Regions from separate parts of the Mus musculus genome. Here region 1 is linked to region 2. Evidence: chromatin contacts called from public Hi-C data. All regions are on one chromosome and are shown on one strand. The core of a region is the stretch at or near the end of the contact, and the rest is flanking DNA. Distances in the headings are between cores, read along the strand shown.

Region 1 (4,232 bases), core at 1,393-3,892, 67 kb after region 2:
GACCCTACCTCCTGCCGGTGGCAGCACTGGGTGGCCTAGCTGGAGCACTGCAGGAGACCAAGCCTTGGTGGTGGGCATAAGGGAGAGCAGATGGGCTGCCCATCTCAGCTACCTCCCAGGCCCACATGCATGGCTCTCAGTTGCCCCACCCCAAAATCTGTATCATTTGAGAACAGTTGGGACAGTGAAAGAGCCAGTCTTGCTATTCTAAAACTTTAGGATCTCCATGACACAGGCCAATAACAGGATAACCGGGAGGAGTCATGATAAAAATCCAATACTGGTAGTATCACAGAAGCCAGAGATCTCAAACCAGACCAATGACTCATTGTAATGAACATTTGCAAGTGTAGAAGTGTGGAGAGATATTTGCAGGTGAAGATGTGTGGACAGAGGGATATACTGTGACATACTATAGCTTCCAGGATGAGGTGTTTTCTATCTTTGTTTGTTGTTGTTTGGTTGTGTGTTCTTTACTTTGAAGGGAGGTTGCAAGGGTGAAGGGCAGATGAGAGGAGAGATGAGGAGGACTGGGATGCAGAACGTAAAACTCACCAAAAAAAAAAAAAAGAGCCAGACCTATAAGTCATTTTCATAATGGTGATTGGTGGAGGAGGGCCCAGCCTTTTGTAGGTGGTGCCATCCCTAGGCTGGTGGTCCAGTGTTATATAAGAAAGTAGACTGAGCAAGCCAGGGGAAGCAAGCCAGTAAACAGCACACCTCCACGGCCTCTGTATCAGCTCCTGCCGCTAGGTTCCTGCCCTGTGTGAGTTCCTGCCCATGAGTTCTTGCAATGATGAACAGTGATAGGGAAGTATAATAAACCCTTTTGAATTCAAATGCACCCTTTTCTCTCCAACTTGCTTTTTGGTTATGGTGTTTCTTCAGAGCACTAAGACAACTAAGTTGATGCTAAAGTATCAAAATCAGACTATGGATTTTGTGTATTGCTGGACCCGTCCCTAGAGTCAGTTGTATTCTTTCCCTTCAAAAATAAGTAAAGAAATTGGATGTGGTGATGCATGCCTTTAATCGTGGCACTGGATGGACCAAAGCAGGATGCTGAACACCTTTTCAGAGAGGGAAGGTGAGGGGTAAGTGGAGGGGGAGAGGGGAGGGGAAAGGGAAGCAGAAGGGGGACAGAAAGGGACAGGGACAGGGACAGGGAATACCCCAGGCTACTTGTTTCCAAAGCACATAGATAGATTCTGGGTTATTTTCTCAGGAATATTTTTTTGTCCTTTAACTCCCTCACAATCTCCCATTTGTAAATGTAATTATAACATTAGCAATTATTAAACTAACTTGGGTAAACCTAGAGCTGTCATTTATCTCACAAAATGATATACATGATTATTATTGGAAGGCAAGCTAGCTCTAAGCCTCAGCCTCTGGAAAAGGAGATGATAATAGGATCATTAGAATTCTTGGAGGAATTGAGTGTCGGGATGTATGTAAAGTGCTTCGTGTAGAAGCAGGCAGGAAAGGAGCACTCAGTAAATCTTAGTTATTGCTTTGTAATTCACAGAAGAGAGACCAGCACTGTTACCGATTAGGAATTCAATTTGTGCTCTATCAACACACATGCTTGTTCTTCGGGATGAGTAACAGATTTATGAGGGACCACCCACCCAGTGATGTCATAGAAATGTCAGATTATAGCTCTGATGAGGACTACTCCTTTCTTTAAAGTGTTATTTAACAGCTTTTCCTTTACTGAAGACAACCAGGCAGACTTACAGCTAGATGTGGATTCTCTCTCTCTCTCTCTCTCTCTTTCTCTCTCTCTCTCTCTCTCTCTCTCTCTCTCTCTCTCACACACACACACACACACACACACACACACACACACATGTACACACAATAAACTTGGAGAGGAATGTCTGAAGTCTATAGACATACATTTTTCACTGACAGCTATTGTACAAGTTCAGGGGATTTACATTCCATTGAGTGCGCTCTCTCTCTCTCTCTCTCTTCCTTTTAATACAATTACCATTTTCATGTGTCTAGTCCTACAAAATTCATCAAACATAAAAATTTATTTTTGACTGGTTCCTAGGCCCTGAATAATCAGGAAAAATGTCCACTTTCTAGAAGGAAGCTCTGCGTGAGTGTATAGATAGTAATTCCTGCTACACCTCTCAAAATCTCAGAACCAAGTGGCCTTTGGTGCTTAGTTCTCTGGGTTTGTATTCCCCTTTCTTGCCAGCAATCTTATGTGAATGAGTCCTATCTGCAGCCCTCCCCTCTTCTCCTATAACAGTCCGATCCAGGTCCCCCACATCATTACTGCCAGCCTTCAGGGCTGCACCCTGGCAGACAGGGAAGTGAAAGCCACTTGGGTCAGCTCTTGGTCCCAGACCAGCCCTTGGTGGCTGACAAAGGAACCCTCTTGCCCCAGGAAAAGTATTTAGGAACTGTGCTTAGAAGCACTCTTCCATATTGTTGAGAACTGAACTGGGATTCAGCTGTGGCCTGAGTTATCCATGGTGCTTCTTAGCATTGTCGGCTAAATTAAAAGTGGCTCTCACTGCACCCCGACCCCCAGGCTCAATTATTGGACCAAGACCAGTGAGTTTGCACACAGCCATTTACCCAGGAGTCATAAATGTGACATGCAAGCTCTAGAATTTCCTAAGTGTTTAATGTTTCAGCAAAAGGCAGATCCAGGAATTTGGAAATGAGCGGTTTTGCTTTGAACAGGTCGTCAGCCAGTTGTGACATTGTGGAGTAAATTGGCAGCCTGTTTGCTGTTGTTTCTCTTTGTGAAATTTAACCTCTCGGAAAAGCTGCAGCTTGGGCTGTTGCATGTCTCCACACAGGCCACCCGAGAAGACCTCTTAAAATTGTTTTTGATCTGGAGTACCATTCCCCTCCAGAATTCCCCTCCAGCAACTTTCTTTCCTCCTTTTAAATCATTTTGACAGGGCATCTTTGCCCTCTGAGAGCAAGGGGCAGAGTGTTCAGGATGGAACATTCACTATTAGTGTTTCCTTCAACTCCCATTGTAAAGAGGGAAGGTGTAGCCAACGCGCACTTGTGATAAAGGAATACTTAAATACGATGTCACATGGTGCTTTGATCCAGAGCATTCCACATATGAAACTTCGTGCATTTTTAAAAATTTGTCACATGCAAGACTTAGGATTAATTGTGCTCAAGTAATCAATAGAATCAATGGAAATAATAATCATAAGGATTCATTCACTAACGTAAATGATAATATTACTACTTTTACATTATAACATTATCGACTGTTGGTCAAGTGACTAAGAAATAGTTTGCAGGAAAGGTACAAGAAGCTTTGTAAGGACCCAGTTCTAGGAGCTTAACCCGGTGAATGGGTCTCTCTCCAAGCCATGGATAGAGATCTGCATATGACAAAATGGTAAACCACAAACTTTCCCTTCATTAATTAGTCTTTACCAGAAGTATCACTAGCCAAAATTTTTTTAGGGGGTAGGGTTGGCTCTGAGTTTCTTTCTCCAGTATCAATTGGCAGAATTCAGTCGGAATGGGACTCAAGACTGCCAACCATGTTGGTAAAATAATGTTGTGTTTGAAAATATCACAGACGGCTGCTTCAAAGTGCTTAATGAATGGGTATGTGAGTGTCTATACAACATGATATATTTTTTTAAGGAAACTAGAAGGCAGGAAACACAAACCTACATATTAAAGAGTCGCGCCAAATGAAGACTCTGTACTTTTTTTAAAAAATATATATATAAAAGAAGTTTTATGCAGAGGATTTGCCAAAATTCTATTGTAAATGTGTATTACAATTCAATAACAATTGAGGAAGGCTATGATTGGATGCCCATTGTTTCTGTGTGTTTCTAAGACATCCCTACTCACTGGGCAGAGATAGGTGAGCAAACTCATTGCAAAGTATACCGCCATCCTGATGTTCAGACCTTGGCTTCAAAGCCATGATAATTCCTCATTTACAGAGACTTTATTCCCATAAATGTTGAACCCACAGTGAGCCAGACACTTAGAGAATTATCATAATTTGCAGTTTTCTCATGGGAAAAAATGTTGATATCTCAAAGGCCTGGAAACATGAGGGTTAATGTATTATTTTAAATCTACAGCTAATTCAGTGTTTTGGTTTTTTTTTTTTTAATCAAAGAAGTGGAAAATCCCCACCATTATAGTTTTGTGATTTATTATTTTAAAGACAGTATTTAATGAGTCAAACATTTCAGCCTTGTAGGCAATTGTGA
Region 2 (4,489 bases), core at 164-2,663:
GGACACTTAGAATTCACCCTAAGTTTTTCTTGAAAGGCACCAGAAAGGGATGGCTTTACCCTCTATGGATACACTGATATTTTACATTAGTTCTGCAGCTCTGACTCTCTCCACTGTAACCTTCCTTGTTTGCCTGTCCAAAGTCTAACTTTGGCACAGCTGCTGCTGTGAGCATTAGAATATCTCTTTCCTAATAGCCTGCCACAAAAAATCCCAGACTGTACAGAGAAGAAATTCAAAGGAGGACAGAGGAGGCTCTCTTCTGTTCTTCAAAGCTAGCTCCAACGACCTGACCCGACCTACACTGTCAGAGTCAGCCTACTGTGTAAAGCCAAACAGGTGTCAGAAAGCTCATGTCTTATGCTCTCCAGTCTAGACCTATGGGACATGATTAGAATCTGGAGGTGCCAGGCTCCTTTAGGACGCTGCCTGCACAGAGTGGCAGAGCGCAGTATTTACAGGACAATGGAGACCATCTTTTCCAAAGGTGGCTGAAGGAAGTCAAAGGGGCAAAACTAATTTAATTAAACTTGGGACTGCTGGGAAAAATCCAGAGGCTGGGTTGCAACATTCCAGTCACCATGTGGCTGCAGAGAACACCCCGCCTTTTGTGGGCTGCTTCCCCTCCCCCACCCAGTTTAAGGCCACAAAGGGATCTGGCTTTGTGCTCAGCCCTCTGTCACAGGCTGGAGATTGCTTGCCTCCAAAAAAAAAAAAAAAAAAAAAAAAAAAAAGATAAAGAAAAAAAAAAGAAAGAAAGGCAGCTTTTGTGCTCAGTGACTATATGCAAATAAGAGGGAAATTTACTCTCTTGATTGACTTTAAAAAGAAACAGTTCTCTTCGAGTTAAACAAGATTACAAGATTCTCATGGAGGCCTGTTTCTGCCTTTGTTTTTATTTGGTTTAACAGTTTGGATGAAAATACATATGTAGTGTAACGCTTCATGAGACATCAGCCACCAAGCTTGGAGGTAAAGAGGTAACTCCTAGGCGCTTTAACAAGATCTAATTAAGAGCAGGACTTTGATCTGAGCCCAGTCCAGCCCCCAGCAGTAAACAATGCAGCTTTTTGATCAACAAGTGCCCAAGGGCGCTAATAAAACAGATCCTCAAACTCATAACTGTAATTCGACCACCAACGAGAAGAGTAACTTGCCATAGAAGATAATTTATTCATTATTTTTTGAAAGCTTAAGGTTAAGATTTTTTTCCTGGATGGGGGGAGGGGGAACACCCAAAACTATTGTCTCCATTTTTTTTCAGAGTAAGGAAAGTGAACTTAGAAAACTGTTCTAACAGGAAAGATCTCACAGTTCATTGGGTAAGAGGGACCCTTCTCTTCTGTGATCAGCTCTGTGACCTGCACAAAGGAAGTCGGCAAGCTAAGGGCTGATCACCACAGGCATGTGTGGGAAGAATCCTAGGAATGCCCTGTCAACTGAGGAGTCCCGGAGACGCAGGAGACTCCAAACAGTGGAGAGTAAGCCCTCAAAGAGAGAACAAAGCCAGCCCCGGATTCCTGCTGCATCCCGCAGCTGGAGAAGTCCCTCGGCACCTTGGGAAGGCAGGCTTTCAGAAATACTAATTTCTATTGATTCTAGTTTAAGGTTGGAAGGTGCTAACTGAACGTGTTTTTACGGTGTGCTCAAACACAGTGGGTCCTCGTGTGCTCAGCCTACACTTCAGTACCTAAGAATGTACCAGAGTTAAAATCCAATAAATCTAAGGATGAAGCTTTGCTTGTCAAATAAAACTTCCTTGGCTTGTAGAAGGGGCTTCCTGCATAGGGACATTTCCAGGGCAGCATCGTCCTTAAAGACACAGCACTGCACTTAAGGCCCCCCTTTAAATAACCTACCAAACTCTCCATTGGCAAATTGCAGGGAACTGTTTTAGTATAAAGCTGTAACCGGACTATATGCAAAGCAAGTGTCTCACTCCGACCAAGTCCACCCACTCCAGCCCCACTCCAGCCCCACTCCCGCAGCTGAAAGGTCCACCCATCCCCTCTCGAAGCTGAAAGGCTTTATCCAGGCTTGGATTAGAATAAGCATGCATTGGGGGTTCTTTGTTGCTCGAGTTTGGCAAACATCAGAAAAGTTCTGACAGACTTTTGAAATTGCAGGTCTACCCCATCTCTGTCTTCAAGATCATTAATTTGGACTGAGAGGAAAATTTCCAGCCCAAGAAGAGTCACAAAGTGCCTCACCTAGAAACTAATTCTTCAAACACATACCTGCCTGCTGAAGTCACCCCGATGCAGAGATACAGCATACCATATATGTACATGATTAAACATATATGGACCAAGAGCCGTGCCTAAAAGGGAGACCTTTGGACCTGTTGCAAAACCAGCTCAAATACTAAAACTTTACCTTTCTAAAGTCTGCAAACTGAAAAATCCTCTTCACTGAATCTTTTAAAAAGTGTGATACCTTACACTTAAAAAAGTAAGTCGAAAGTTTTTCCTATAAGGAATTGCTACCAAGATAAGGAAGTTAGGAATAGTGGATACTTTGGGCAGAAATTACACAGTAAAATTTGTTACTTTAAGTGTTCATTAAAAGCACAGGGGAAGCAAGCAGCACGAGAGGCCATGGCTGGAAGGGGAGCTGTACAAGAGAAGTCGGCTCAGGAATGTGATTCAAGTCTGGACAAGACCTTGAGACTCTGTTTCAATATAAACCTCAGTTATTCCTCAACTACACCTACATTGCAAACATCAGGACCCAGTTAGCCATCACCACTTGGTCCAGCAGTTGTCTTTCATTTGTATCAAACTCTTATATATTATGAAGAGCTCTTATGAAAAGATATGGGCAGATAGGTGTTTCTAGAAAAACTCAGTGTTCTCTATTTCTGGGGGCAGTGCAGATGCACAGGTGGATATAAGTTCAGGTGGCTAGAACTAACATTGCTATTTGGTGGTTCTAAATAAAATTTTGGTACAAGTTCTCAATCTTGGGATACTTCAAAACAATAACATCTTACAGAGAGTGGAACCATAAGGAACCACAGAGCTTGATTATATAGATACCTTTTAAAAATCCACATTATCATTCACTCCAGACTGAAGCTATTCTACTATACATCCCATGCTCTGTGAGAGCCTGTTATCTGAGCATGGGGTCCCTTCAGTAGTTTCCCCTGACCTCATACGATAACACGAGGCTTGCGTTTCAGTCCCAATGTGCTCAACACCTGGCCAAACTTTTGAAGCAGCTTGCATTCTATGTCAGAAAAGTCTGAATTTTTGCCAAAAGGAGCTCTGTGAATGTTGCCAATATGTAATAAACCAGAAGACATTTCAAGGACATCAAAAAACAAGAGAGGCCCAGCTGATTCCTTTGGCACAGCCCAACCATGCATCATGAGCTGGGTAGACACACTGGTGTCTCTGGCGTCCTCTTTCCATGTAAGAGATTGTATTACTGATGGAACAAACACCTGGTTACTTTAGGAGCATTAGAATGACCAATCTGGTTACCTTCCTCCAATGTACAACTGAGGAAAAACCAAATTGGAGGCAAAATTAGCACTAGATGGATTTTGAAAAAAGCAGGAGAAGGGAAAAGAAGAAAGTCTAGGGACCGATGCTGTTTGTCTATCCCTAGCCCACACTTCAGTGTATGAAGGCTCAGTTTACTCTGGGCCTGATTTCGAAACCCTAAGTTCCAGGAATCATACTGACTTTGTGAAACTTCTGGTTCTTTGTAGTTTATTCTGTTATGCAGATAAAAACTGTAAACTCTTAGCCCACCTCTAAGAAGCTTAGGTCAGAAATCTCAACTTTGAGAACCTGTTTTTTTTTTTTTCTCTCCCCTGATAACCATTAAATTTAAGCAGGTGTGAAATTAAAGGGGAGTTTAAGAACTTTGGAAGATGAACTTGTAGAGAAGCTTTGGAATAATGGAGGGCTTTAACGGACAGGAAGACCTGAGCTGGGGACTCGGAGTTAGCACAGGTGCTGAACCCTCTTTAGTCTTGGTGCTGTGGGCGAATCCATTCCCACCAAAGCCCATCTTCTGTTTCCGGGTCCCTGTCCACCTCTGGAGTACTCATAACAGATGCCCTGGGAAAGATTCCTTGCCTGTTCAAGTGCACAGGCATTTCTTCCTAGCTGCACCCTACACTTATTCTGGGCTCCTCATTTGGTTTCTTACTTCACCCTGGAGAAAGAATGGGTATTTTAAATTTTCACCCATGTTCGCAACATTTTTGTTTGCTTGGTGGCCCTAACTAGAGTGCAAGCAGCTTGAGGACCTGAGCTTTTCCTGCAGAGCTCAGTACCGCCCATCCCCCATCAGAGTCCAAGCAGCTTTTGCAGAGGTAAACTCTGCCCTAATAGTTTACAATCATATCTTCCTGGCCTGCCCAGATGTGTTCATTTATATTTTAAATCACAAAAAAGGGACCGCTAATCTCCTTTTAAATGGCTTTCCTTGATTAATATGTAGATGAGCCTCCACAACTGTTGAACCTTGTCCA

Evidence for each region. A called contact is a pair of places that touch in the nucleus more often than the background predicts.
Region 1: a contact with region 2 is called in a Hi-C map of nephron progenitors, with 2.1 times the contacts expected there. The contact joins two enhancer-like sites. A contact is called at or near these places in 2 of 39 promoter capture datasets (both in the 3T3-L1 cell line), 2 of 484 Hi-C or Micro-C datasets (embryonic fibroblasts and nephron progenitors), 1 of 115 datasets of contacts at active chromatin or transcription factors (embryonic stem cells) and 1 of 9 other capture datasets (liver).

The regions. Positions count from the first base shown.
Region 1 is chr2:51,205,004-51,209,235 of GRCm38.p6, forward strand. No RefSeq gene overlaps it. Among named protein-coding and RNA genes, the nearest start is that of Gm13497, 35 kb to the right of the region's middle. Within about 2 kb of position 2,643, at least 8 of the 459 cell types and tissues checked have an H3K27ac peak or open chromatin away from gene starts, as enhancers often do. A contact at or near this core is called in nephron progenitors, where this site is marked.
Region 2 is chr2:51,139,243-51,143,731 of GRCm38.p6, forward strand. The region is part of intron 2 of Rnd3 (Rho family GTPase 3); the gene reads right to left. Among named protein-coding and RNA genes, the nearest start is that of Rnd3, 7.6 kb to the right of the region's middle. Within about 2 kb of position 1,414, at least 183 of the 459 cell types and tissues checked have an H3K27ac peak or open chromatin away from gene starts, as enhancers often do. A contact at or near this core is called in nephron progenitors, where this site is marked.